Linked DNA regions of Zea mays: regions 1 and 3 are each linked to region 2. Evidence: chromatin contacts called from public Hi-C data. All regions are on one chromosome and are shown on one strand. The core of a region is the stretch at or near the end of the contact, and the rest is flanking DNA. Distances in the headings are between cores, read along the strand shown.

The links. A called contact is a pair of places that touch in the nucleus more often than the background predicts.
Region 1: a Hi-C map of bundle sheath shows a contact between it and region 2, with 3 times the contacts expected there. The contact joins the promoter of LOC103627544 here to the promoter of LOC100284491 in region 2. A contact is called at or near these places in 4 of 25 Hi-C or Micro-C datasets (bundle sheath, ear, endosperm and 1 more).
Region 3: a Hi-C map of leaf shows a contact between it and region 2, with 4 times the contacts expected there. The contact joins the promoter of LOC100192554 here to the promoter of LOC100284491 in region 2. A contact is called at or near these places in 6 of 25 Hi-C or Micro-C datasets (bundle sheath, ear, endosperm and 2 more).

The regions. Positions count from the first base shown.
Region 1 is chr5:203,584,274-203,588,573 of Zm-B73-REFERENCE-NAM-5.0, forward strand. LOC103627544 (ethylene-responsive transcription factor ERF027) reads left to right here and starts at 2,789. Exons shown (of 1, transcript XM_008647830.2): 1 at 2,789-4,300. The coding sequence starts at 3,424. The coding sequence ends at 4,260.
Region 2 is chr5:203,736,625-203,740,569 of Zm-B73-REFERENCE-NAM-5.0, forward strand. LOC100284491 (dehydration-responsive element-binding protein 1A) reads left to right here and starts at 1,340. Exons shown (of 1, transcript NM_001157386.2): 1 at 1,340-2,397. The coding sequence starts at 1,407. The coding sequence ends at 2,102.
Region 3 is chr5:203,921,303-203,925,091 of Zm-B73-REFERENCE-NAM-5.0, forward strand. LOC100192554 (nucleic acid binding protein) reads left to right here and starts at 1,814. Exons shown (of 9, transcript NM_001137770.1): 1 at 1,814-2,492; 2 at 2,578-2,673; 3 at 2,769-2,858; 4 at 3,084-3,185; 5 at 3,277-3,423. The coding sequence starts at 2,058.

The DNA of each region.
Region 1 (4,300 bases), core at 1,539-4,038, 150 kb before region 2:
AAAATGCAAACTCTATAGCGAAGATACATAAGAATAATGCATAAGAGTTTTCGATGTGCTCAGCTAGAGAATAGGACATCACTGCTTGTTGACACGAATGAGAAATGTTTGGGGGAAGACCAAATTTATACCAAGAAACATTAGTGCATTGGGTGGGAATATAAAGTTCTGGAGGAGAACCGAAGAATATTTAGTCCCGGTAAATTTGGACGGGAACCCTAAACTTCTAAGTAGGAATAGAAAGCAAATCCTTTTAATATCGGTTCTCTGCTAGAATCGCTATGAAAGGTGTATCTGCTTTTTACGCTAGCTTGATGATGTTCTTGAGTACAGGTTGGTGCGACAATAAGAGTTGAAGTGTAGTACTGGTACTAAAGATATTTCTGCATGCATGTTAGTACCAGTTGATAGATTAACTATGTACTAAAGACTTGATATTAGAATCGGTTAGAGACCTGTACTAATATGCTCGGAATAAACTTGACATTTAAAACCCGTACTAATGATGGAGTCGGTATCGGTTTTAAAAACATAGGAACAAAAGTTGATAAACGAAATCCCTATTCTCCAACTGACGTCCAGGCAGCCAACGGCCCCGAGAGAGCACTACAGGATTTACTGTAAAGTTTTTTGTATTAAAATTGCTTTTACGTCGTGTACGTACATGGGTGATGGAACGGATAAGAAAAAGGTGCGATTTGCAGTTTTACGCACGCACGCAACAGCGGGCACGGGGAGACGTGGACGCTCCGTGGCTGCTCATTTTTAGGCGCCTTGGTATGCCGTATGCGTTGGGTCCCTATACATGTCGTTTCATGCTGAATTTTCTGAGGCCGTATTGGACCCCCTCCGTCGGAACGTCAACCCGGACCCGATCAGTTGCTAAATTATTTCATATGACAAAATCAACCAAGGCCATAATAATATGCTGACGTGGTGTCATGAATCATCCTCAGTCGATCTGCGTTCGCCGTAGATACTATGCTCGATCGCGTGGTCAAAGCTAGAGCGTCCGGACATGATCCCCTAGTGCAACGCTGGTACGTACGTTCGCGTGGATTCCGCGCTGGACCGGAGATTTTACTTGTCATCGTCATCATCACAAGAGAAAAGGGCCGGTGAACGCTCGCCTCGGTCGGTCGCGTGACACCCGCCGATTCAACCGGAGTCTCGGAACCAAGCAAGCCGAAAAAAGGTCGCCGATCCAGGCATGGGGCAGGAGCCGCGGGCCGTGACAAACTGCACCGACCAGAATGCGCCGCATCGGGGTGGTGGATGGCTGACTGACGACCGGCCACTTGCGTACGTTTTCTTGGTACCAAAGGAAGTAGTAATTGATTATCACCACCGCACCACATGAGCAGTACGAGTCTCCATCGTCGAACTATCGGAGCGGAGATCACGTCGTACAGTACGTGTACTCGGATATGCCGTATAACCCGTCAGCAGGTCGGCGCAAAGATACCTGGTGATCGAGCTAACGGATTGGATGACATCCACCTCTTTCACAGTACGTACTATAATTTGAACTAATTGTTGACCAGATTTTGACTCCCGTCTCTTGAAATACGAATTGTTTTATTTCAGGTCGGCAACAAATTCGTTCAATTGAAGAACTTTGGAACAGTTATGTTTTGCGCATCATTTCCTTGGAAGAGGTGACGCTAGAAGGTAAGTTATAATGCAATTCCAAACATCTTTTAAAGCTTAATGTTAGAATACTTGATTGGCTTTTGGTTCATATAGTGTAACGTTAACGTTAGGAAAAAAAGTCCAAATTACTCTCCACACCTACGAACGAATGTTCATATAACACTCTAAAGTACTTTTTTAGTTCAATTTATCGCTCCACATGTTTGAGTTGGTTCAATCTATCCCTTAACAAACTTTATTTTTTTTATTTCTCTATGTATAAATTGAGTTTCCACTTTCTAGTCCAAATTTTATTGGTTAGTAGCTCAGGCCACAACTTAGCCTACAAAAAAAAATTATAATTTTTCATAATTCTTTTGACAGGTTACATATTCTATAATAACTTTAATGGTAGAAAACTAAATATTAAATAATCATAAAAATTCTTAATATAATTTTTAACATAAGTTATGATGTCCTTAATCACCTTAGAAAATATAAATTTTAAATTCAACTTTTACATAGAGAAATTAAAAAAAGACAAATATTATTAGTTAAAACGAAAGGATTGGTAGTTTTTTTTTAACTCTTCGAGGTGCTCTTGACAGAGCTTTTTGAGAGACTTGAGCTTTATAGCTTCTTTGGCTTCTCGAGGATAACCCTATTAAACGCTAACTATATCTTGCCATATACAGCGTTAGAAAGCTCAGTTGGGTAAGGCCTAGTTGCTTTATGCGTATTCGATCTTATATGTTTTCCGCCGTTGGCAAGTCGAGAACCATGCCACCATAGCAGCAGGTTCATGCTTGTGTGTTGTTCCGGTCTAACAGAGAAAGCAGCAGGCAGCAGCAGATGCACATATTTGTCAAAACCTGTGTCTGAAATGAACAGGACGCCGCTATCCCGAAACGCACTAATTAGCATCGAGCATGCACAAAGCTAACCCAGAGCTGCGTCCTTCGTGCGACCACGACAGCAGCCTTCGGGGAAGCGTACAGATGGCCACGGCAGAACAGAAAGCAGGGCCCGGCCGGCCGGTTGCCAGTGCCAGCCATCCGGAACCTTGCAGTTGCAGTCCAGCAGCACCCGTCAGGCCGTGAGCCACAGAACCTGCCCCCCACGTCCGGCACGCGTATCTCGCGTCACCCACACAACACAAGCAAGCGAGGAAGAATTAGCACGAATCGCATGACCGCGCAGGGCTAATTTAATGACAGCCCTCAGCCCAGCCTCGCCCCGCCCGCTAATGACAGCGACGGCGGCATCTCGCTGTCTCCCGGTGACGAAGATAAGACGAAGGGGTCGGGGGAGGCGGAGAGCAGCAGAGCTAAGCGCGGCTACAACTATAAGCTTAGCGGTTTTATCCGGTTTACTAGAGCTTAAGTTAGGTGGGCTTGTGTCTCGTGCGCTTTGCTTCTCAGGCACCAGCTCAGCGCAAGCCAATACACACACATGCATCCCCGCTCGAATACGCGTCTGGCCGCCTCCGCTGTGCTTGTTAGCATGCCGCTTTTCACCATGGCGGCCCGCACGCTTCCTTCCCGCTTCTTTACCAACCCTTATATACCCCCGGCACCCCCTCGCCCATCCCATGACACCTCTTGCCCCGCACGAGCTGCAAACGCGCAACACTCGAATAGCTAGCTGACAGCTGCTGGGGAGGGAGGGAGGGATATACCTGTGCGCGTGCACGCGCCATAGATAGGTAGGTGCACTGACTCCACTGCTGCAGGAGCTGAATTTGGCACATGTCAGCAGGTGCCCAAACAGATGGGCGTGCCCTAACGGTTCATGGCTGAGAAGCAGCCGCCGGCACCCCATTCTCCTTCCCCGGCGGTGCAGGTGCAACCGGCCGGGCCGGCAGCCGGCGGCCACAGCCACCACCAGGCGGCTTCTGCTTCGGCTTCGGGCCCAGCCTCGCCTCATTCCCCTTCTCCGGTGGTGCAGCAGGGCGACGGGACGTCGTCGGCGCGGGCAGCTGCCATCACGGCTCCGCCGATGGCGACGACGACCGCGACGAGCTCGGGGGAGCCGTCGCCGCGGTCGTCCGGGAAGCACGCATTCTACCGAGGCATACGGTGCCGGAGCGGCAAGTGGGTGTCGGAGATCCGGGAGCCCCGCAAGGCGCGGCGCATATGGCTCGGCACGTACCCGATGGCGGAGATGGCCGCGGCCGCCTACGACGTGGCGGCCCGCGCGCTCCGCGGCGCCGACGCCGTGCTCAACTTCCCCGGCGCGATCGCCTCGCGCGCGGCCCCAGCGTCCGCGTCCCCCGAGGACATACGCGCCGCGGCGGCCGCGGCCGCGGCCGCCGCGCAGCTCGAGTACTCGCATCAGGGTCGTACCGCCAATCCTCCTCCTCCTCCTGCTTCTCCTCCTTCTCCTGCTGCTGCTGCTGCACAGGACTGGCATCAACAGCACGACGCGGCGGCGAGCTACACGCCGCAGCAGGAGGCCGGCACTGACGAGTTCATGGACGAAGAGGCCATCTTCGAGATGCCGCAGCTCCTGCGGAACATGGCGGCGGGGATGATGATGAGCCCGCCGAGGCTCAGCCCCGACACCTCCGACGAGTCGCCCGACCCGTCCGAGGCCGGGGAGAGCCTCTGGAGCTACCGTGACCCGTAGATTGTTGCACACCTAGCTAGCTAGGCCATGGCAGCACCAG
Region 2 (3,945 bases), core at 90-2,589:
AAATGTACGATGAGTAAAACTCGATGGTGTCCCAAAACCCACCCGAAACCTGATGGGTTTGGGTGCGGGTTTAGAATTGCACCCGCGGGCGGGTTTAGATTAAACTGGTTTTTAGGAGTTATTTTTTGGGAGCTCTTGGATATATGCTTATGGATAAGCATGGAAAAACATATGATATGACGACCGTGAGACAGTAAGTCCTTTGTTGCAGCATCAACCATCATTCCTGAAGTACTCACAAGTTTTGCAGCCATCATTCAACGAGAGACCACAATTCATGCTAGTCCGGTCCATAATTGACTCTAAAATAATTTAACAGAACATATCTGAGATCTATATCATTCCAATTAGATTTTATTTTATGAATTGTATAGTTTTACTTGTTTTTACGTGATGTAATTTTATTTTTTATGAATTACGAAATTTTATTTACTTAATTAAGTACTCGGATGAAGTTTTATGTCAACTAAACGACGTGTTCCATGCAATTAAAAGTTCGTAAAAGAAAAAAATGATGTGGCGTTCAGGTAACTGTAGCTTGAGGGTAAAGGCTGTGTACTAGAGCACGATATTAGATTAGGACTATGAAGCTTGATAACAGTGATTGATAAATGATATCTAATATAACGGTCGATAAAGGCTAAATAAAAGGTTAACAATAATCAATAGCAACATTGATAGTATAGTCGAAGTTGACGTGACGGTCGCTAAAGATATCAGCAGAAGCAATAGAATCAGAGTAGGAGTGGATTGATTTCTGCAGCAGCAAGCACGGCGGCGACGCTCTCGTAGCACGGCAGGCGCGCAAATTGCGGGCGTACACTGCCAAGCCAGCGGTCGCCATTTATCCATCAGGCCGTCGAACGAACGAAGAGCGCCCCGAGACCAAGTCCAATATAACTGCCACCTGACCGTGGAGTGGGATCCTCTGCGTGGCTCCATCCGATCACTTGCACTGGTCCAGCGCGTACGGCGTACAGAGAATCCCACGCTAGCTATCCGTCTCGCACGAGTGCGCATCAGACTACCAGAGTTTCGCTCTCTCAAAGGCGTCACGCCTTTTCGTTTTCGACACACGTCGCCGTCAGTGAAAGAACCGTACCACCCAACAGCAGCGAGGGAGGCCAGCCGGCTGCGCGTTCCGCGAGCTCCAGCTGGTTCCGATCCTTCGAGCGCGAAGAGACCTCTCGATCTCCAGAGTCCAGAGTCCATCAGTCGCACAACCTGGCTGGCACCTCCCGAGCCGCACCGCGTAGGAATAGTGCACGCGGCCACGTCCCTCTCCACGCGCTAACCTATATAGCCCGCCACCTTTCCCTCCAAATTCAAATCAAATGCTCCGACTCGTTCCTCCCCCTGCTCGCCACGCCCACGGCCACTACCACTCACACACACAGGCAGCAGCCATGGACGCCGCCGGCTCCTTCAGCGACTACTCCTCTGGAACCCCGTCCCCTGTCGCCGGCGGCGGCGGCGGCGACGACTTCGGCTCCTCCTCCTACATGACAGTGTCATCGGCGCCGCCCAAGCGCCGAGCCGGGCGGACCAAGTTCAAGGAGACGCGGCACCCCGTGTACAAGGGCGTGCGGCGGAGGAACCCCGGGAGGTGGGTCTGCGAGGTGCGGGAGCCGCACGGCAAGCAGCGGATATGGCTCGGGACCTTCGAGACCGCCGAGATGGCGGCGCGCGCGCACGACGTCGCCGCGCTCGCGCTGCGCGGCCGCGCCGCCTGCCTCAACTTCGCCGACTCGCCGCGGCTCCTCAGGGTGCCCCCGACGGGCTCCGGGCACGACGAGATACGCCGCGCGGCCGCCGTGGCGGCGGACCAGTTCCGCCCGGCGCCCGATCAGGGCAATGTGGCCGCCGAGGAGGAGGCGGCCGATACACCACCACCGGATGCCTTGCCCAGCGTGACGATGCAGAGCGTCGACGACGACCCGTACTGCATTATCGACGACAGGCTCGACTTCGGGATGCAGGGGTACCTCGACATGGCGCAAGGGATGCTCATTGATCCGCCACCGATGGCCGGTTCCTCCACCAGTGGCGGCGGCGGCGACGACGATGACGACGACGGTGAGGTCAAGCTCTGGAGCTACTGATGGCCGATCGCACGTGTGTCTGAAGGAAGACAGGTTGCATTGGGCAAATAACTTCCCTGTACAGCCTTGGGAAGAACCGGTACCGGTGAAATGTACTGGCCGTGGCCCTTTCCCTTCGGTTCGTCTATGCTATGTAATGTTATGTATCCTGCTCTTCTGATGATTAAGGGTATTCAGGAGAAGCAGAAGACTGGGTTTACTCGGTTTGATCGTTTAATTTAATTTGGAGCTAGAGATGTACCTGCATGCATATATAATGCATGCACGGTAACTGTGATATAATATTCAGAGTGCCATCAACACCTGTAACGAGCCATAAAAAGCATGGTGTATGCATTTAGGAACGACCGTGGGCATGATGGTATACTATTGATGTTGCATTGAGAATTTGGCTCTTGTCGCAGGAATCAGAAACTAGAATCCTTCTAAAAAAAACTGGTACCCACACGCACCTGATCGGCTGATCATGAACTCCAATACTCTAAGTTCATGTGCTTCAAATCCTTGCTGTACTGTAATGCTACACGGTAAATCATAACGTGGTCGCTGTATTTTGATATGTATACTTGGAGTTATTTTTTATATCACCTAAAGCTATATCTCGTGTTTTCTTAAGAAATAAAATAAGGGGTATGCATGAGGTAACTGTTCGCTTAAATAATATTCTCTCTATCCCAAAATATAATTTGTTCTAAACTATTCATATATATATTTATTAAGTAACATATGAATATAGTTCACGTGTATGTCTATATTCATTATCATTTGAATGAACATGGATGGAAAAAAAAGTAAGCTAAAAAAACTATATTTAGAACGGATGGAATACTGTATATTGGGTAGACAATATGACATCTCAAATATAAGAGGATGAGAGGATAGTTTAAGATACCACTAAGGCTCTGTTCGGTTTGTAGGGATTGGAGCCCCGGATTGATTCATAGCCGGATTACTTCTCTAATTTATATAGATTTTGATGAGCTGGAACGAATCCTGGTTGATTCTCGTAGAAGCGAACGGGCCCTAAATATAGGCCAGGATGAATTGTAGACGTTTTGACTCTTGGACACAAAGTTTTTGCTATATGTCTAGACATATATCATGTATGTAAGTGAATAACAAAATGCATTTTCTTGGCAAACTTCATATATATTTTTTTCTGCGGTCTATCAAATGATTGGTCATTCAAAAATTTCTGTCTTTTCAATCCTCTATTTTTTTACAACTGTATTAATACAGAATTTTTTTATTTTTTCTGTTCATATGTCTTTGCATTATTCTAAAGAGGCTCCACCGGTCTTTTTTTAACGAATAGAACATTCTGTCTCGCATTAGCGCGAGCTCGTGGTTTGCGTTGCAGCTTATGAAGGCTACGGACTACCTGATAACGGAAAAGGCTTTGACGATGTCAATGAAACGGCGTAGTGTAGTGTAGTGGGCTCAGCTGGCAAGCCGCGGGAAGGAATACTCGGTCCATAGCATATAGCGAGGTACTGAGGTCTCAGCGTCACTTTCAGAGCTCGGAGTGGCCGACGGGTGATGGTCACTCTCGCGCGCTCACTGGGTCGGGCCGCAAGTGCCATTCCAAAGCCAACAAAAGTAGTGCCCCTGCCAACCGCCAGCTCACGGAGTCGCAGCGTGTTTCTCTCTTTTTTACCCAGTCCTCCCGCGGGTTCGCGCCGCCGCTGCATAGCAAACTAGAAGAGAAGTTCCTGTCTGCGACTTCAGGAGTCGGAAACGCTGGCAAGAACCACACGAACAGCGGGCAGCAAGTTTTTTTTTTTTTTTATGTTTTCATTTGATTGTATTGGCTCTTGTCATGTAATGTACTCCCTCACTCCGT
Region 3 (3,789 bases), core at 564-3,063, 190 kb after region 2:
CTAACAAGTTTGCTCCTAGCATGTACACAGTTATTCTACAGACAGGAGAAGCATGGATCTTATGAGTATGCAAATGTAAAGCACATCGGATTTAAATTCTACATCATATGGCGTGCTCCAAGTGCTTGGAAACAACGATAGTATCTATTTTATAATTCTTGAGTTATAGAAATCGTCGTTCGATTCGCAATAAGTTAAGTGAGTTATGCAATGAGCTCAATTCAAATTCCTTCAAAATCTACTAAGAGAACACTTTTCTAGATTATGAATGCCCTTTGAAAAACCATTCTTACTCCCCACAAAAGTTCCACCTTGGTTCACTTCAGATTTGTCAAAACTTGCTCTTCAATTTCAAAAACCGGTTCAACCGGACCTGAAACCGGTTCAACCGGTTTCTGGACTGTCTCTCCTGCCACTTCTGTCCTGCCAGTCTGACAGTCAAAAGCTGTCAGAAAAGTCGTGTGCGGATATTTTTTGAAAACTGGTTCAACCGGATTTGAGCCCGGCTCAACCGATTTTGAGTCCGGTCGAGTCTCCGCCTGAGTAGGTCAGTGAACTGAGAACCCCCTGGTGGAAACCGGTTCAACCGGTTTTTGGTCTTTTTCTCCCAACGGCTGCCAGCTTTTGGGGGATCCTTTAAATACCCCCACACTCTCTCTCTTCATTCACTTCTGCCCTTCCACGAATTCTTGGCTGACCAACCTCAAAACAAAGGCATTCATTTCACCTCTCACACCCGAAATCACATCCCCTTCAATCGTTTGAAGGATCCTTGGCGTGAGGTGAAGTCGATCTAACACACTGTTGATTTCATCTTGATTCTCCTATTCTCTTCACTCTCGAGCTCATTGCAAACTTAACCTTGTGCGGATTTGTTACTCTTGGAACCTTGTGTTCCTTGACGGTTAGAGGTTGCTTGGGAGTCTCCAAATTTGTGGACGACCCCAAGAAGTTTGTATCACCCGCTCTTTGAGCAAATTTGAGAAGAGATTGCCTTGACCTTGGTGGTCGGCTTGTGGAGGATTAGGGTTGGAAAAGACCCGGCCCTTTGTGGGCTCCTCAACGAGGAGTAGGACACCTTTGTGGTGGTTGCCGAACCTCGGGTTAAATCGTGTGTTCTTGTGTGTTCTTGATAAGCACTTTAATTGGTTGGTTAGTTCATATTCGGTTATATTGTGTGCAAATTGTGTGAAAACAATTCACACCGATTTGTCATCTATTTGAGTGGATTTTCTATAGGGCAAGACTTTAGCATAATCTCTAACTACTTCGTCACATTTGTTTAACTGTTTATCTAATCTAAGCTGAGCAGGTTCAAACTTGTTCAGTTGTAAACAAAATCAACTGAACCGGTTTGCACCAGTGCAACTTGAATTTGACACTATTTCGAAGTTTTTAGTGGAAAATTTCAGGTGTAGCCTATTCACCCCCTCTAGGCTACTTTCACTTGGTGATGCGCTAAATTTTAGAGGACGCTATAGAGGACGTTCTTGTACCCGTAGGGGACGTAAAGGTACTCTAGGGGGTGTTTGGTTTAAGGAATCACTATATCCAAATTGAGGTGGTGCATCATGGGTTCATTCCTCAAATTTGGTGGGATAACTTTATTCATCATATTAGTACTAACTAATTAATTATGAGGAATGAGGTGGTGAGAGATCAACTCATTCTATTCCATAAACCAAACAAAAATAGTGAAGACTGAGAAGATGATGGAATAGCTCAATCGTGAAATAGACGCTTTAGTTAGTGCGTGCTGGGGAGACAGCCTAAACGCAACCAGTAGCCGGAGTCCGAAGTCGGGCCCTCCCTTCTGCCCGCGACCGCGTTAGCTAAACCCGACCCAGCAACCAGGCCACCGCTCCTTTCCTCTCCGATCCGGATCTCCCCACCCGCTCCGGCGAGCCATCGCCGCGTCGCCTCCACGCGACCGACTACTTCTCATATCAATCTATCTATCCGGCTTACCCGCCGCCGCACGCACCAAGGTTGCGTTCACCATATTACCTGTTTGCTTATCTTCTCCCGAGCCCAGCAAACCCTAGCCGCCGCCACCCATGGACATAGAGGCCGACGGACGATTCGGCAACAAACGAGTGCACAATCGCCTAGGCCCGGGCTCCGGCGGCGCTCCACCATCTACCAACGGAAAGGTCTGCAACTACTGGCGTGCCGGTCGGTGCAACCGCTTTCCGTGCCCCTTCCTCCACAGCGAGCTCCCCGAGGCTGCGCCGCCCAAGCGCCCCACTGGACCCGGGGGGAACGTATGGCGCAACCCCAACACCGGAGGACGAGGAGGTGGCCATCACAATAGATGGGGGAAGGGCCCAGGAGGGGGCAGCGGGATTGCGAGCCACAAGCCGCCTGAGAGGCCCTGCAAGTACTTTCTCGCCGGTACCGAATGTAGCTATGGCGAGAGGTGCCGCTATCCGCACAGCTACTGCATAAGCGATAGTATCGCGATGCTTACCTTGCTCAAGGGACACGAGCAGGTAAAGTTTAATCTCTGCCAATTTGCCTGTCTGGCAAAAAAACATGGAAGTTTTTTTCTAACCGAGCTGCATTGGTTGCCTTCAGGGTGTCACGGGCATTGCACTGCCCGCTGGGTCAGACAAGCTTTATTCCGGGAGTAAGGATGGAACTGTTCGCATGTGGGATTGCCAAACTGGGCAGGTAGCTGAGATGCCATTAGATCCAATCTTTTGAGACTTTTGTTATGTTCCTTGTGACAAAAATTCAGTACATCTTTGCTGTTGGTGGTCTGTTAGTGTGCTGGTGTCATCACCATGGGTCGTGAGGTTGGGTGTATGATCATTGAAGGTCCGTGGTTATTTGTTGGAATACCTGATGCAGTGAAGGTACGTAATACTTCAAAATTGTGCATTTCTCATTGTTTCAGATTTCAGAAGTTGAGGCAACTTAGCACTAGCTCATCAATGTTATAGGCTCAAGGCACGTCTCTCCTGCCTATCATCTGATTGGACATTAGGCATCGCCGCTGCTCCCTTAGCTCTTTTTAAATTCTGATGAAGTTTATCACCATTGGTGTTCTGCATGCATGAATATATAGTCTTTTACTTCAGGTTTGGAATATGCAAACAGCAGCGGAAATGAGCCTTACTGGACCAACTGGGCAAGTCTATGCACTCGCCGTTGCCAGTGAGTTACTCTTTGCTGCAACACAAGTAAGCTTCCCCCTATTTTGGGTTTATCTTTGTTTTGTTGTGAAACTTCAAATTCTTCATTGTTTCAATTCTATTTTGTTGCTTGGTGCAGGCTGGGAGGATTTTAGCATGGAGATTTAGTGCCGCAACTAACTGTTTTGAGCCAGCTGCTTCTCTAGATGGCCATAAGCTTGCTGTTGTTTCATTGATAGTAGGAGGCATGAGGCTTTATTCTGCTTCAATGGATAAAACTATCAGAGTATGCAAAGCTTGTTCACCCACACTCATGCTCAGTCTTAAGATAGATTCAATATATGAAGAAGTATATGCTGTGTCATGAGATTTTAAGTTCTTGTTGATGTTTGACTCCCTTGCTTTATGCCCGCCTTCACTTAAAACCATACTGTTTTTTTAATCATTTCTGTTACCTGTGCTTTTATAGTGCACTGCATGCTCAATTAATTCCACGCGCTCCATAGTTTTCTAAGTGGATGTTGCTATTTGAATTCTATTTAACAATCATGTATGATCATCTCTTGAATGTATGCTTAGTATTTCAATCAACATAAATTCATGAAACTATTGAAACTTAATGCTGGTGCAAATCTGGTCCTGAGTAGGCACC